2 separate regions of the Mus musculus genome follow, and region 1 is linked to region 2. A link is a contact called in public Hi-C data. All regions are on one chromosome and are shown on one strand. The core of a region is the stretch at or near the end of the contact, and the rest is flanking DNA. Distances in the headings are between cores, read along the strand shown.

What was found. A called contact is a pair of places that touch in the nucleus more often than the background predicts.
Region 1: a contact with region 2 is called in a Hi-C map of muscle stem cells, with 7 times the contacts expected there. The contact joins the promoter of Ddx18 here to the promoter of Tsn in region 2. A contact is called at or near these places in 2 of 39 promoter capture datasets (hippocampal neurons and pre-B cells), 21 of 484 Hi-C or Micro-C datasets (CD4 T cells, CD8 T cells, LSK cells and 11 more), 1 of 115 datasets of contacts at active chromatin or transcription factors (astrocytes) and 2 of 9 other capture datasets (adipose tissue and liver).

The regions. Positions count from the first base shown.
Region 1 is chr1:121,566,125-121,570,392 of GRCm38.p6, forward strand. Ddx18 (DEAD box helicase 18) reads right to left here and starts at 1,856. Exons shown (of 13, transcript NM_025860.3): 1 at 1,667-1,856; 2 at 1-44. The coding sequence starts at 1,751.
Region 2 is chr1:118,309,935-118,314,026 of GRCm38.p6, forward strand. It overlaps Tsn (translin), which reads right to left and starts at 1,412. Exons shown (of 6, transcript NM_011650.4): 1 at 1,067-1,412. The coding sequence starts at 1,132.

The DNA.
Region 1 (4,268 bases), core at 606-3,105, 3.3 Mb after region 2:
CACATCTCCATTTTGAGGTTGGGACAGGCTTGTGTCTGATGTTTCTGTTTAAAAACAGAACTTACACTGTGACAAGAGAAAGCTTACTTATAAACACTGACCTTCACAGGAGAAATTATGGGTTTTCTGGAACCCCAATCATTTAGTTTTTCTTGTATGTTCACTGTTAAAACCAAATATTGGTACTCTATTATAGAAAAGGCACATTTTCTTTATGGAAAAAAAAAATGTCAGTAAAGGAAAGTTGTTTTAACTTCAAAAGACCCTATCTGTTTACGGCTATATAGAAATTTGTGACAGAAAAATGTCAGCAAGATCACATAATTAAATCAAATGATTAGTAAACAGCAATGAGGAGAAATATATATTTTAACATTAAGCATTTGGCCTGCTGGTGTTGGCACACACCTTTAGTCCTAGTACATGAAAGGCAGAAGCTGGTGGATCTCTATGAGTTTGAGGCCAGCCTGGTATACAGAGCTAGTACTGGAACAGCCACGGCCAAGTGTCTGATAAATATAACTGAATGATATTTACTTCGCATTCCCACAATTATTACTTATATAATTTCACTTCATTCAAACCCAACTTTCCTAGACTTTGGTGAACTGAAAATTCAGTAAACGAAAACCACTCATTAAAACCCTATTAAAGCCCCAAACTATCCTCACAAGTTTTCCATTTTCATACAAAGAGAATGAAGGCAACACCATCTTTAATTTACATCATTACCCACACCAAGAAGTAGCTACTAAGTAGCATTAATTATTCTACAGGTACTAAGTGAAGGAACATCAATACTTTTGCCTAAAATCCACCATCCCCTCTGGGATGTCTTTCAAATACTATCTGTTGAAAATTGCGTGGGTCTAGACAATTATTCAGCGATCCTCAACATACTGATCTCTCGACCCCCCAACCCCCACTACAGTTGTCTCATACCAGATATTTACATTACGATTCATAATAGCAAAATTACAGCCATGAAGTAGCAACGAGGTTATTTTATGGTGTGTGTGTGTCAACACAATATGAGGAACTGTATTAAAGGGGTACAGCATTACAAAGGCTAAGAACCCCTACAGGTAGGTAACCTAAACAAGCTACAGAAACTGCAACAAGAAAGTGACATGTGTAAATTTTTCATTTAAGCCCTTGTGCCAAAACCAAGACGTTAAGGAATTCACTAAGTTGTGCGCGACAAAAAACACTGGGAGGGTTCTGCCTAACATATGAAGAGGATCGCTGCAGGAATGAAAAGAACGGGTTTGGGGGAGAGAGCTGTATCACTGGGAAAGCTCCGAGGAAAACAATTCGTAAGTTTGGGCAGGGGATGAGATCGAGCAATTAAGTGAAAGTCGGGAACCGTAATGGATACAAAGTTCTACGTGGGGACTAAAGATGCTGATGGGGGGGTCTAGGGTAATCTGCAGGTTTTCTTGCCAATAGAAAGTTGGGGAAGAAAGTCCGAGGCCTCCCGCTTTCACCCTGAGTCGAGAAAGCCACGCCGGCAAAGGGCAGAACCAATGAAGGGTCCACGGGGGCTGGGACCCAGGCGGCCTGCTCGTGCCGCGCATCCCCGGCTCCCGCCGGAAGCTGCCCAGCGCACCGCCGAGTTCCTGGGTTCCCCACGTCGTTCGCCAGTGCGGGGTTCAGCACAGCTCACCTTGCAGCTTCAGGTTTCGCTGCCGCAGCTTGGCATTCCGCTTCTCGATCTTCCTGCGCAGGAGTTTCATCTGTAACTGCGACATCTTGCCAGGCCGCCCAGCCGTCTGCACCGAGACAGATGCACGTGCGCAATTGCAAGTCGGAAGTGTACCGCTGGAGCCTGCGGACCCGCGGGGCGGAAATGCTTCGGGCGGAAACAGTTCCTGGTGAGAGCTGGGTTCCCTTTGGAGACCGAATTTCCTGCAGCGCCCCCTGGCGACTGGAGGACGACTCGTTGTGAACCCGTTCGCCTTGCTAATGGCCCCAGAGTTTTACAAACCAAGACTGCACAATAAAAAAGCCGATTGGAAGACGGAATTCCTTGTGGCTCAGAAGAGTCTCTTTCCCTTCACTGCTAGAGAGGTGCCAGTATCCTGTCAGAAGAGGTTTAAGTCTTAAAACCTTCTTGGGAGACGGGGATGGTGGTGTTCACCTTTAGTCTCAGCGTGAGGGAGGCAAGAGCAAGTGGATCTCTGAGCTGAGACCAGCCTGGTCCACAGGGCAGCACTCCACCCCTCCACCCCAGTGCCTTCCAAACAAAACAAAAAGACTAAAGAAACAAAAACAAAAACCCAACAACAAACCCACTTCAATTTGGACCCTGTATCACACAAACGTCTTTTCTCACCGTATAGTTTTCCCTCAATTTTTCAGGGCGTTGCACTCTTCTTTTCTTTTCTTTTCTTTTCTTTTCTTTTCTTTTCTTTTCTTTTCTTTTCTTTTCTTTTCTTTTCTTTTTTTCTCTTTTCTTTTCTTTTCTTTTTTTCTCTTCTCTTCTCTTCTCTTCTCTTCTCTTCTCTTCTCTTCTCGTCTCTTTCTTTCTTTCTTTTTCTTTCTTTCTTTCACTTTTGTGCTAGTTTGCGGTAGATGTATGGTGAATGACATAGGTAAAACACTGAATTTTTACACAACTTCCACGAAGACAGAAACACAGTTACAGAAAACATACCGACAGGGAAGTTCGTGCGCTGCCTGAGAAAGATCCTGGTTTCAGGATGGACATTTGGGTGATGTCTTCCTTCAGCCTCCATTGTGCATAGATTGTGTGTGTGTGTGTGTGTGTGTGTGTGTGTGTGTGTGTGTGTGTGTGTGTGTGTGTGACAGAGAGAGAGAGAGAGAGAGAGAGAGAGAGAGAGAGAGAGAGAGAGAGAGAGTCAGCAGTCAGTCAGTCCCGGGATGGGCATGCAGATAGAGTCTTTAATTCAGTATTGCAGTTCTGGGTATTGAACCCAGGGCCTCTTTCATGTCAGTCACCATTCAATGGAGCTACACATTACTCCTAAGTCTATAGAAGTATTATAATTGGGGCTGAGGAGATGCCTTAGTCTATAAAGTGATTGCCTTGCAAATACAAGCCCTGAGTTCCATCTACCTCTCATAGGAAGAAAGCCAGTTGTACTGGTGCTCAGAGGCCAGCATCCCTGTAAGACCAGGTCTAGGAGAAACCATGTCTCAAGATGGATAGTGACTGACATCTGTGATGGCTATTCTTGTTGTCAAATTGACTACCTCTGGAATGAACTACAATCCAGAAAAGGAGGGCACACCCGTGAAAGATTATTTTTCTTGGTCTAAAGTGGGTGAATACACTTCTAGTTCAGACCTTTGAGGGAAGAAGACAAACACATTTGATCTGGATCTTAAGGCTGGAAGGTACACATTTAATCTGGGCCACATCTTCCACTGGAAGGTATAAGGACATGAACATGGTCTTTGCCTGCTTGCCTTGGTCTTGCTAGCCCATCTTTTCTTCACTGGCATTAGAACCTACTTCTTTGGGATTTCAGCATATACTGAAGACCAACTGAGACCACCTTGTGGCCTGAGCAACTACTGGATTCTTGGACTTTCTGTTCACAGCTAGCCACTGCTGGATTAGCTGGTCTGCAGTCTGTAAGTCATTCCAATAAATTCTATCCTGTCTGTCTGTCTATCTATCTATCTATCTATCTATCTATCTATCTATCTATCTATGTAGAGTCATCCTATTAAATTCTGTTACTTCAAAGAACTCTGACATCCAAGGATATCCTTTGATGAAAACACACATGCACAAACATGCGCGCGCGCACACACACACACACACACACACACACACAGGGGTGGAGTGGAGAACATTTAAATTACACAACTATGCTTTACCCATGCTATTCTTTGAAATTTCTCCTGGGATCCTTGAACCAAGAATAGTGTCGTAAAGTAAAATGTAGATTCTTATATTTTAATCAGAGAAGAAGGGCTTTGATTCATGGGATAAATCAGTCTGTTGTACCAACACCTTAGAATCGTTAGAAGTAATGATCACACTTGCTCTAATCTCTGAAATAAGGCTCTTTCTTTACCTTTGTTGTTGTTGTTATTGTTGAACTGAAGATTAAATCCTGGTCTTTAGGCATAATGGCAGGAATCATATCCCCAGAACACACGAAGTGATCGTCTATGATCTTTTCAATACCATTTTCTACAAAATTCACCACTCTATAGTATATAGGAGTCTTCAAAGTGCTGCATTACTGTAAATATTCTATAAATTAGCATGCCATGCTGCTATTTCACAGCCT
Region 2 (4,092 bases), core at 162-2,661:
GCTACCACACCCTCACATTCAGTCACAGCTCTCAGACTTTCACAAGAAGGGATTCTTCAGGTGTGAATCCAAACTCTTCCAGTAATTTCTTCTTGTCACAACTCAAGGAGCTGCTAAAAAAGCCTCAAATTCTACAAGTAGCCGTGAAAGAAAAATAGCCACCTGCTCAAGAACCCAACTGAGACACTATATAAATGAATAACTGACAATGTAAATGTTCTCTATAGAACAAAAACTTAAATACAAAGTGGTGACTGATTTTCATTCATTCATTTTGCACACATTCTCTGAGCACATTTAGTTATGGGCATTATGCAAACATCAGAGACGCAAGCAACTCCTTCTAGCAATAGGACGGATAAATGGGTTTTTTTTTCTCAATTTCTCACGATTTTAGGAGCTAACAGAAAAGCAGTCAAAATAAGGACTATAAATTTTGCACGTGTTAATTTCAGCACTGAAAACGCTGAAGGCTACAGGTTCGAGTTCGAGGTCACCCAAGGCTACTACACATCAAGATCCTGTCTCACGCGCAAAAGGAAAACAGCCAGAGAGCAGAAAATAAACTAATTCCAGCAAAAGCAGATAATACAACCAAGGGTCCTCAGACAGAGCAATATCTGGAGCATTAGACGAATAAAAAGTTAACTTAAACACACACACAGTAACGAGTGTAAATAAAAGGAGAGCGGGGAAAGAGACCTTGTGAGCCACCGGAGAATCTAGATTTTTTTTAAATTTTTTATGCGGGATGAGAAGCTACAGAAGAGCTTTTTGCTTAAAGAAAGACCGCAAGTGCTATTTAAAAAAAAAAAAATACCAGCAGCCAATATAGAAAAGATGTGCTGGTTAGCCACGGGCGTTAACCGAGCCTGGGACTGGAATACTGAACTAGGAAAGGTGATATTCTAAGAGGTACATGACGCTGAGAAGTCGAATCCGGAACCAAGAGGCGGCCTAACCTAAACCCATCGGGCCTGAAAACGAGAGACCGAGCAGGACCAGGCCAACTGGACCAGCCTGGCTAGGAAAAGAAAAAAAGGAGATGGGGAGGAAGGGGGCTCGCCTCTCGGATGTCCTGCTCGGCAGCCAAAAAGCCCTGCAGCTCCACGAAGATCTCGCTCACAGACATGGCGCTGGCTGCCCTACAATCAGTCAGCACCGGAGCACCGCCGAAGAAGTACGACCCACAAACAAGTAGCGGACTCGCTCGCAACGCCCGTCGCCGTCGCCACTGCCGCGTCCACTAGCCCTTGCGCCAAGGCTGGCGCCGGGGTCTTCCCACACCCGCGGCGCACCGGAGCCCGGGCTGCCCGCCGCAATGCCTGAAGCGCCGCGCGCACAGTCCCGTGCCGCGCTCTTGCCCAGAATCCCGACGGCAGGGCCGAGCCTCGCCTGCCGCCCGCACGTAGGCATCTCCGGAAACAGCCCTACGTAGGGGCTTCAGTGGCCCGTGGCCGTAGGCCGGCTGATAGGCAGCTCCAATTAAGGAGGTGGGGATTCGCAGATAGGCATCTAGGAAAACAGCCGGTTGGGGGGGCGGGGGGGGGGTCCTTAGGGACACTTGGCTCGTAGAAGGCGGGGCCAGCGAGTGGCGCGGTTTGCTTATCCATGTTATCTGTGTACTTCAAGCAAGGGAGGGAAGTTATACTTCTGTCTGCTCAACAAAGAGCATGCATAAACTGAATGGGGAAGAATGGCGAGAGAATGTAATCCGATAAATGAAAAATAATAAAAGACTATAATCTAAATAAATATTAATGAATAAAAATATTATCTTCGGGTCTGGAGAGATGGCTCAGCGGTTAAGAGCATCGACTGCTCTTCCAGAGGTCCTGAGTTCAATTCCCAGCAACCACATGTTGGCTCTCAACCATCCATAATGGGAACTAATGCCGTCTTCTGGTGTGTCTGAAATGCAATGTACTCATATGCATAAAATAAATAAATCTACCAAAAAAAAAAAAAAGAAAAGAAAAGAAAAGCGTGTTACTGTAACCTTCAACCAGGGACTACACTTCAGCTATGAACGTGCTTCAGGGCTTTGAAGTCCTTGTACATGATCTGCCTCACAGCTATCCTATCCTCCCAATGAGTATCATGAAGATCTCTCTGGTCTTGAGCAGTCTTGAAGAGGCCAGAGTTCACCTTGTAGCTCCTGCCAGCTGCTTCTCCACCTGATCACCGAGTGCACTTTCTGAATGAGCTTGGATGGAGTACTTCCTGTTATTTCTTTGAAAGAGTATCGTCTGTGGTGGCGTGAGGGCTCTTAACCATCGAAAGGGAGAGATTGACAAACTTTAGCAGTTAAAGGTTTGTCACCAAGACTGACAGTCTGATGGAAGGAAAGAACCAACTCCCACAAGTTGTCCTCTTCAAACACACACACTACACTCACACACACACCAAGTAAATAAATGTGTAATCTTTGATGGACAGTCTCATACTCTCCCCCAGCCCAGAAAATCTATTTTAACTACAAAAGAACCATTCTTTGAAGGAGCAGGAACTAGCCAAGACACCCACTTGTACAGGAACTGTTTTTGATCATGTTCTGGACCCAGTTTCCTCATAACTTAGTAAGAAATATTCTTTGGGGGGGGGGGTCGAGAAAGGGTTTCTCTGTGTAGCCCTGGCTGTACTGGAACTCACTCTGTAGACCAGGCTGGCCTCGAACTCAGAAATCTGCCTGCCTCAGCTCGAACTCAGAAATCTGCCTGCCTCAGCCTCCCAAGTGCTGGGATTAAAGGCATGTGCCACCACTGCCAGGCTTGTGGGCTTTTTTTTTTTTTTTGAAAGAATATTGTAAGTGCCCTTTACCTTTCACTGGAATTTAGAATTTAGATACCTTGCTAAGCATGGGAGAAGGGATTCTTTTGATCTTAAAGCTTTTCTATTCCAACAGCCAATCCCTTCTTTTGTGTTCTTCTGTTTTGTTTTGGTAAAGAATATGTTAGATCTCAAAGAAACACATCTCAGAACCTTTGGCTCCTCCCAACACTTCTCACCAGCCCCCTACCCCAAACCTCTCCCAGGGCCTGGGCTTCAGCTTCTCTTCCCCTACTTTCTCCTCCCTATAAAAAAAAAAAAAAATGTGGCTACACACTCTCTTCATCTCCCAGTCCTTGCACCTCCTCTTCTGTTCCTCTCTCACTCTCCCACCTCTCTCTCCTCTTGTTGTCAGCTTCATATCTACAATAAACCCTTCTCAACCATACCTTGGAGTGGCCACTTCCTTGTTTTTTATTAATTAGGGTCTTAACTAGGCTAGTGTTTAACTCATTACGAAGCTAAGGACAGCCATGAACCTCCCGATCTTCCTGCCTCCACTTCCCCAATGCTGGGATGACAAGCATGGACCACCAGGGTCTGCTTTAAGTCATCATTTGACCAAATTTCCATGGCTGCCATTTTCTTCAAGTACCTTTTGAGAAAGTTTCCAAAAACCCAAGTTCAGGATGTGGTAGACACAAGGACAGTGGCTCCAGCAGCAACATTTGGGAAGAGTGGCTTGTGGGTGTTAGGAGCATCGTACTATCCACTCTCAAATGGACTCTCAAAAATTCTCCTCTGATTGACAAATAAAATGTAAAAATGACAAGTTTATTTCAAAATTAACTCTATTCTTAACTTTTCAATTACGCCTATTTACTCACTGTCTGTGTGTTTGGTTTGTATGGGCATATGTGAAGATCAGAGGACAATAGAAGTCAGTTTCGGGCTGGTGAGATGGCTCAGTGGGTAAGAGCACCCGACTGCTCTTCCGAAGGTCCGGAGTTCAAATCCCAGCAACCACATGGTGGCTAACAACCATCTGTAACAAGATCTGACGCCCTCTTCTGGGGTGTCTGAAGACAGCTACAGTGTACTTACATATAATAAATAAATAAATCTTTAAAAAAAAAATAGAAGTCAGTTTCCTGTTTCTACCATGGGAAACCTGGAGTTCACGCTCGGGTCATCAGGTTGGGAGGCAAATGTCTTTAAACACTAAAATACTACCATTGCACTGTCTGGAACCAAAGGAAAGAAAACAACTGACTTAGAAAATAAATTCCCAAATCTGCTATGGTGACACACGTCTTTAGTCCC